Linked DNA regions of Arachis hypogaea: region 1 is linked to region 2. The links are chromatin contacts, called in public Hi-C maps. All regions are on one chromosome and are shown on one strand. The core of a region is the stretch at or near the end of the contact, and the rest is flanking DNA. Distances in the headings are between cores, read along the strand shown.

Region 1 (3,681 bases), core at 1,103-3,602, 220 kb before region 2:
GAGAACCCATTCTCAAGTAGGATGGATCTGCACTCCCTAGGGCCGCCACCATATTCGCCTGTTGGTTCGCTACACAGCTGATTCGTTTCAGATAAAGCCTATATTTCTACAGACAATGTGTAACCGGTAAATAGTATGCAAATGATGACAAGGTTCATGTTATATTAAACTATACCAAAAAGAAATAATAATAAAGGGCAACAGAAATTGCCTGGAGATGGCTCGCCACATTTTCCCTCGTCAGTTTGTCAACATTCATCAAATCAAGAATCTTCTTAGGTACAGCCTCTGCCAAGTAAACAACATTATTTCAGCAATGGGAAAATCATCATAATAATTCCGAACAAAATAGTCATATCCTGATTGATGAAATGAGAGTAAAATTATAGCTGAACAACATACTGTCAATGCCTAACTGATTAACAGCAGCAACAAACTTGCGGTGAAGCTCCACAGACCAAACAACACGAGGCTTCTTCTGGGCCGAAGGATCCTCATTGTCATGGCCATTATCTTGCTCCTCATCTTCTTCATCATCCTGATCCTTCCTTTTCTTATTCAGCTTCCCATTTTGTTCTGAATTTCCTGTTCCTGCTGAGCCTAGCACATTGCCGCCCTCCGAACTAGGCTTGTCGGAGTTCCTGGTTTTGTTCTTCTCCTTCGAATCAAACTTCTTTCTCCTAATCACATGCTGCCAAATGTTCTTGAGCTCTTCAATTCTCACAGGCTTTAGTAGATAATCACAAGCTCCATGAGAAATCCCCTTCATCACAAGCTTTGTATCACCATTTGCGGACAACACTATATTCAACAAACATTTCATACCCATCAAATGTTTGCCACACAATCACTCAAAAGCAATTGAAAATAACTTGAAACAGATTTTTAATTAACGCTTGACCTCCTTATCTTAGTTTAATATTTAGAATGAAAAGGACTAACCCTATTACACAAAAAAACTAGAAAACCAAACCCTAATTATTGGTTTTTAACTTTGTAACTAATTGGATTGATAATCATATAAAAAATAGGGCAAGAATGAATTGGTGAAGATTGGCATTAAGACTAAGAAATCCCCACATACTTATGACAGGTAGGTCCATTTCCAGTCCCACAAGCTCAAGAAGCTTAAATCCATCCATGTCTGGCATGTGCACATCACTTATTACAAGGTCAAACTTGTTCTCTCTCAACAGCTTCAATGCCTTTATTGCTTGGCTAGTTGTGGTAACTGCAAGAACACCATCAACCATCCAATCTATCTGTTATTATTATGTGACAAAATCTAGTAGAACAAAGCAAGAATCAAAAGAAAAGGGAAGCTAACCATGATATTGACATCTTCTGAGAAGAGTTTCTAGAACCATTAGGCAAGTGGGGTCATCATCAACTGCAAGAACACGCATTCCTTTGGGGAACTGATCACTGCTATCATCAACACCATTCTCCATGGTCATCTTTTCTTCTTTCCTCTAACAAAACGAACCAGAGTTATCGATAAAGCTTCTTGCTTTTATGGATCTAGAACAAAATGGAGGAGAGGAGGGGAAACACTGGTCAAAAAGAATAAAAATTGGATTTTTATTGTTGAAGGAATAGGCATATAAGGAAAAGAAGAGGGTGAGAACCAAAGACTAACAAAAAAAAGGAAACAAGTTAATGAAAAGGTTTGTGTCTTTTTGTGCATATATATGTGCCTGTGAATGTGTGTGAAGCTGTGGAATCAGAAAGTGAAAGAAACAGGTAACTATCTATGGAAAATTGGACTGTATAACAATCATAGATAAATTCAAAATTTGATTATTATTATTAAGTGTGATGAGAAGTTGATGAAAATGAAGATGATGCTTTCATCCATCACTGTGAAATTCATAAAATTTTATCAACTATCAAACAAGGAATCTAAATAATTAGTTACCTAATTTGTGCACATTAAACGTTATACTATATAATATTACCAAATATAATTCATATATTTATCTGGATTTAATTTCCTCAATTTACTCCTCAAATCTAATATTTCTCTTTTTTTCTCCTCAAATATTAATTACTAGCAGATGTTAAAACAGTTTAAATTATTATTATGAACAATCTATAATGGTATTAGGCCCCATCATCTTTCAACTTTGGCACAGGCATGTAGAAAGAATCAGAGGGAAGTGGATGCTGATGATGATGCAAATATGCAATTCAAAGTTTGTGGTGCAGCCAAGGAATGAATGAGGCAAAAACCAGCGCGTGCTTGTCACGCGCTTAAACGTAAACTGGAAAAGTGGAGAACCGAATCCAATCAGAATATTTTCCCATTCGTTGGACACTGTTTGGATAGAAAATGACTTCTATAACTTGATTAACTTCTACTTACATTTGTTTTAATCTTTTATGTAATATGATAGAAAGCAGAATAAATTCATTTTCTTACCTTTAAATGATTATTAGTATCATCACTTAAAATTGCATGTTAAATTGTTGAATTGATTTATTACTTTCCTCTTCTTTTTTCTTTCTTTTTTATTTATTTATTTTTTTGGTTTTTTTGATATTTCGAAATCCGACATGATAATGATTAATTCGTCATGGACCTAAGACTGACAAATGGAGTTAAATCTGCCGGGCCAATCCGTATAACCTGATAAAAAAGGTAGGTCGGACTGAAAAATTAGGACTGCTAAAGAACAAAAGCCCATCTAACCTGTACTGCTTAAACCACGTGTTTTGGCGGGGTCGAACGGGCTTCCCCGCCGGGATTATTTTTTTGGCAAAGAGGTATTTTTGCAATTTTTTTTGGCCAAAATCCAACTTCTTTTAATCCAATTTACAAGAGTATGAAGATGAAAATTGAGAGTTTTGGATTATATTTATGTTATTTTGGAGAATATATTTATAATTATGTTTTTGGATTATGTTTATTTTACTTTGGAGATAATATTTATAATTACAAAGACTTTAATATTTGTGAATATAAAAATATAATTTTTTATATTTTTAGAAATTATAAATTTATTAATATGATTGTGAAATTATATATATTATTTAATAATTAATAGTTAAAAAAATAGAGGAGATTTGGCGGGTCTAGTCTGCAAACTCGCCAACCTGTAGTTAAGCGGGACGGAGTGAAATTTTAGAACCGCCTCATTAAGCGAAGCAGACCAATCCGCCAAAAGACAGGTTTCTGACGGGGCAGAGCGAGACAGGACGGACTTCCCCGCTTGCCATCCCTACGTGGACTTAATTTGCGATATTTACTTAAGTTAACAAAAACTAGTCCAAATTGATTTTTTTTTTCATTCTAAAAGCTAATAGAATGTCCTTGTAATTAAAATTTTGAAAGTTACTACTAATATATAAGATCCTGTCATAAAAGTGACCAGATTAGGATCAACACTCAATAGGGTCGACAAATGTTTTTTCATTTTTTCTTCTTTGAAGTTGATATAGTATTTTTTTTTACACGACTTGTATTTTGGTCAAAGTTACAAACCTTCAGGAAATGCTAAAACCCAACATAGCTTTCTTTCAAAATCGTTGTTAATTATAAATGGAGTTATGAATGACCTTTTTATCTATTTATAATTAATAATTTATTCACGTGAAAAACACTTGTCTGCCTGCGCCTACATATATCATAGACATAGACAACAACATCACCTTTTAAAGAGGGGAGGGTTTGGTGGAATT
Region 2 (3,506 bases), core at 459-2,958:
GATTAATTATTCTGTTGGTATTTTTAATTAGATTTTCATAATATAAGAATTAGTAATTAAGTCTTTATATTAGACTAAAACTTTTAATTACATTTTTTTATTTTTTTATTGAAAACATATTTTTTTTAAATCCTCCTTTTTGTATTTGATGTAAGATGAAATATAAAATATTTTAAAAACAAATATTTTAAATATTTTTTAAAATAACAATTAATAAAAATTTAATTACAGATTTTTATTTGATATAAAAATTTAATCATAAATTTTAAACGATAAATATCTGATTAAAAATTTAATAAAATTATAAAATCTAACAAAAGGTAAATAAACTTAAAATAGCATACATCATTACAGAGAGTATCTAGAACAATACAGTACATACATGTTAGTACATGTTAGCTTGGGCAACTCACCCAAGAATTTGCCTCAGGTTTTGAAGCAATCACCCTAAATTAGACCTAATTTTCACTGCTTAACCAACCAAAAGTTCAGTGACGTAAAATCCCAAAATTGATTGTGCATACATTTCTAATTTCTCTCTCTCTCTCCCCTTTTTTATATTTGGGGCAAGAGGGGACAATTTTTTACTTTTTGGGCTATGGGCCTACCCAAAAATGGGTTTGCCAAAAAGCTAGTGCAAAATTGTATAACACTTATTATAAACTCTAATAAAAACAATTTATTGATGTCAGATTTGAAATACACATTAATGACTGACCAAAAAAAAAAATACACATTAATGTAGCTGAGGCTTGGCTCAGATGAAAGATTTGTAAGCCTCTCATCAAGTTGCACTCAGGATCGATTTCCAGCAATAGCTGGGTATAGTGTGCTTGAGTATGTATGTCCAAAAATAATAAAAAAATACACGTTAATACCGTGAGTATATGTGAAAAAAAGAGATTTTCCTTATTGATTGACAATATATAGGGCTTAATGCTGGTGAGATAGATTTTTGCACTCCAGAGAATACGAGTATATAGCATGTGCTGGTTAGAATCAGGATGAACTGGTCTATTTCGACCCCATTAATAAAAAACTGATCATTTGACCTATCTGGTTTATAGTAAAAATACTTTATAACGAATTGTTTAAAAAAAAAAACAACTCAAAAATTGAATAACCGATTAACAGTTAACTGGTTTAAAATAATAAATCACAAAATAATCAATTTTCTTAAAAAATTATTGAGAAAAAGACAAATAGAACATTGATATTTTGATCCACTGACATTTAAGTCCTCAACAATTTAAAAATACATTTAAGTCTCTAACTTTTTCAAAATCTAGACATATAGATCCCTTATATTCGCTTGGGTCTGTCAAACCTAACAGAAAAATTAAACGTGGCTCTTGTTCTACTGAACTGATTGATACGAATGCAAATGTAAAAGGATTTTTAAAATGAGACAAATTAGACTCAGAAATCAATGTGTTGAGATTTTGAAGAGGTCAGACACTTTTTAAATCCGCAAAAATTTAAATGTCTAACAAAAAAATCAGAAATTGATTTATCATTTTCTCAAAATTATATATTATATTCAATTTAATTCCGATTAAACACCGATTGAATTTTTGAATCCTTAAATCTCTAATTTTACTGGATCGGTTTGGTTTTTAGAACATTGCCTAATAGAGAGAGTTGTTAATTGACAGGGATATTTGGGTGGGCTTGAGCAAGCAATTGAGAAAAGTACTAAAGCTGAATACACCATACATGTGATTTTGTTTGCCCGTGACAAATCACATAAAGAACCAAAACCTATTCAGCTGGGTACTGTTCTACACCATACATGACCAAACTACAAGGTGCATGTCCCCATCCATAAATATGAACCATTCCTTATGCTTATGCTATTATTCTTGCTCACTGTTGTAAAACTCGTCAATTATTAACACTGGTTCAAAGAAGGAGGAGGGAAAAAAATCACATTACAAATAAACTACATCACAATAAATAATGTTTAATAATTTATATGACATTAAAAATTAGAATACTATGGTTGCTACAAAGCTACGTTTGTCTCAGTTGTGCTTCAGAAGCTTGTTAGCATTAGGATTTAAAAGTGATGGCAGACAATTGAGCACAACTTATGCATCACAGCATCAGCAACACCCGTGGCCCATGAAGATGGGAACTAGTGGTCGCTGAGGGGATCCAAAGGTCATGTTATATAACGATAAGAGTACTTATTTTTATTTGTTCAAATTTATGAATAATAATTAATAGACACTCATATAGTGATGTACCAGATAATTGTATACTTTAATTTTTTTTTATGACATACAAAAGCATGGCATATGGCATATATATATATATATATAATAAAGCTTTTTGGATAAATTTATAAATTATAATAATATTTTAATATTTTATTAATATTAGAATATAAATTAATCTTTTAAAATATTTTTAATATTTTTTAAATTATATAAACTATTTAAAATAATATTTGTATTAATAAATAATAGTATATATTATTTATAAAAAACTCATAACAATAATCTCAACTAAGAATAAAATTGATGATAAAAAAAGATATTTTTTAGGATGAAGTAATATTTTGGTCCTTCACGTTTGGACTAAATTTTAATTTGGTCTGTAACGTTTCAAACGTTTTATTTTTATTCTAAAAAGTTTTAAACAGGTTTAACGTGGTTCTACCATTAAATTTGACACTAATAGTTAACGAAAGAGATAAGTATTGTTTTGATCTCTAACGTTGAGAGTCAGAATCAAAACCGTTCCCAATGTAATTTTTTTATTTAGAATTATCCTTAACGTTTTTTTGTATTAAAATCATTCTTTTTACTAAAATTTTTTATTTTATTCCTAAACTACCCCTACTTTAATAAAAAAATTATAAAAGTTTAAAAAAATAAAAGAAAACGCATTTGGGGGGTCGGAGGAAGGAAAAGGGTATATGAAGGGGGAGGGGAGGGAAAGGGGGAAGGGGGAAGGGAAAGGGGAGGAGGGGGACGGCTGCGGCGAAGCTTGGAGCCGCAATCGCCGTCATCGTGGCCGTCGCCGTTGGGAATCGCGAGGGAGAGAGGAGACGCGAGCTCCTGCTGCTGCTGACCTCACCGCCTCGCCGCCTCGTCGCCTCGCCGCCTCATCTTGCTTCTGCTTCTTGCTTTCTGCTTCTGTATCTTGTTTCTGCTTCTTTGCTTTCCTGATTTTGCTTTTTGATCTGCTTGTTGCTTTCTACTTTTGCATCTTGCTTCTACTTTTTGTTTTCTGCTTCTGCATCTTACTTTTGCTTTCTTGCTTTTCTGATTTTGCTTCTGCTTTCTTGCTTTCTTGATTTTCCTTCTTGCTTCTACTTCTTGCTTTCTTGCTTCTGTTTCTTGCTTTCTTGCTTTCCGATTCTGCTTCTGTTTCTGTTTTTGCTTTTTAATTCTGATTTTGATTTGTTATTTTTTTATTTTATTGTTATTGTGTGTTGATTGATATTGTTATTTCTAAATTTGATTATTAGTATTTGATGGGAGTAAGGGAGGTGGTGG

The links. Hi-C and Micro-C count contacts between places; a contact is called where the count stands out from the background.
Region 1: a Hi-C map of an unstated tissue shows a contact between it and region 2, with 5 times the contacts expected there. The contact joins the promoter of LOC112715965 here to the enhancer-like site in region 2. A contact is called at or near these places in 4 of 8 Hi-C or Micro-C datasets (leaf and an unstated tissue).

The regions. Positions count from the first base shown.
Region 1 is chr10:93,786,459-93,790,139 of arahy.Tifrunner.gnm2.J5K5, reverse strand. It overlaps LOC112715965 (two-component response regulator ARR14), which reads right to left and starts at 2,352. Exons shown (of 6, transcript XM_025767806.3): 1 at 1,328-2,352; 2 at 1,085-1,231; 3 at 403-801; 4 at 212-288; 5 at 1-106. The coding sequence starts at 1,457.
Region 2 is chr10:93,567,208-93,570,713 of arahy.Tifrunner.gnm2.J5K5, reverse strand. No RefSeq gene overlaps it. Among protein-coding and RNA genes, the nearest start is that of LOC112715963, 27 kb to the left of the region's middle. Within about 2 kb of position 1,708, at least 3 of the 3 cell types and tissues checked have open chromatin away from gene starts, as enhancers often do.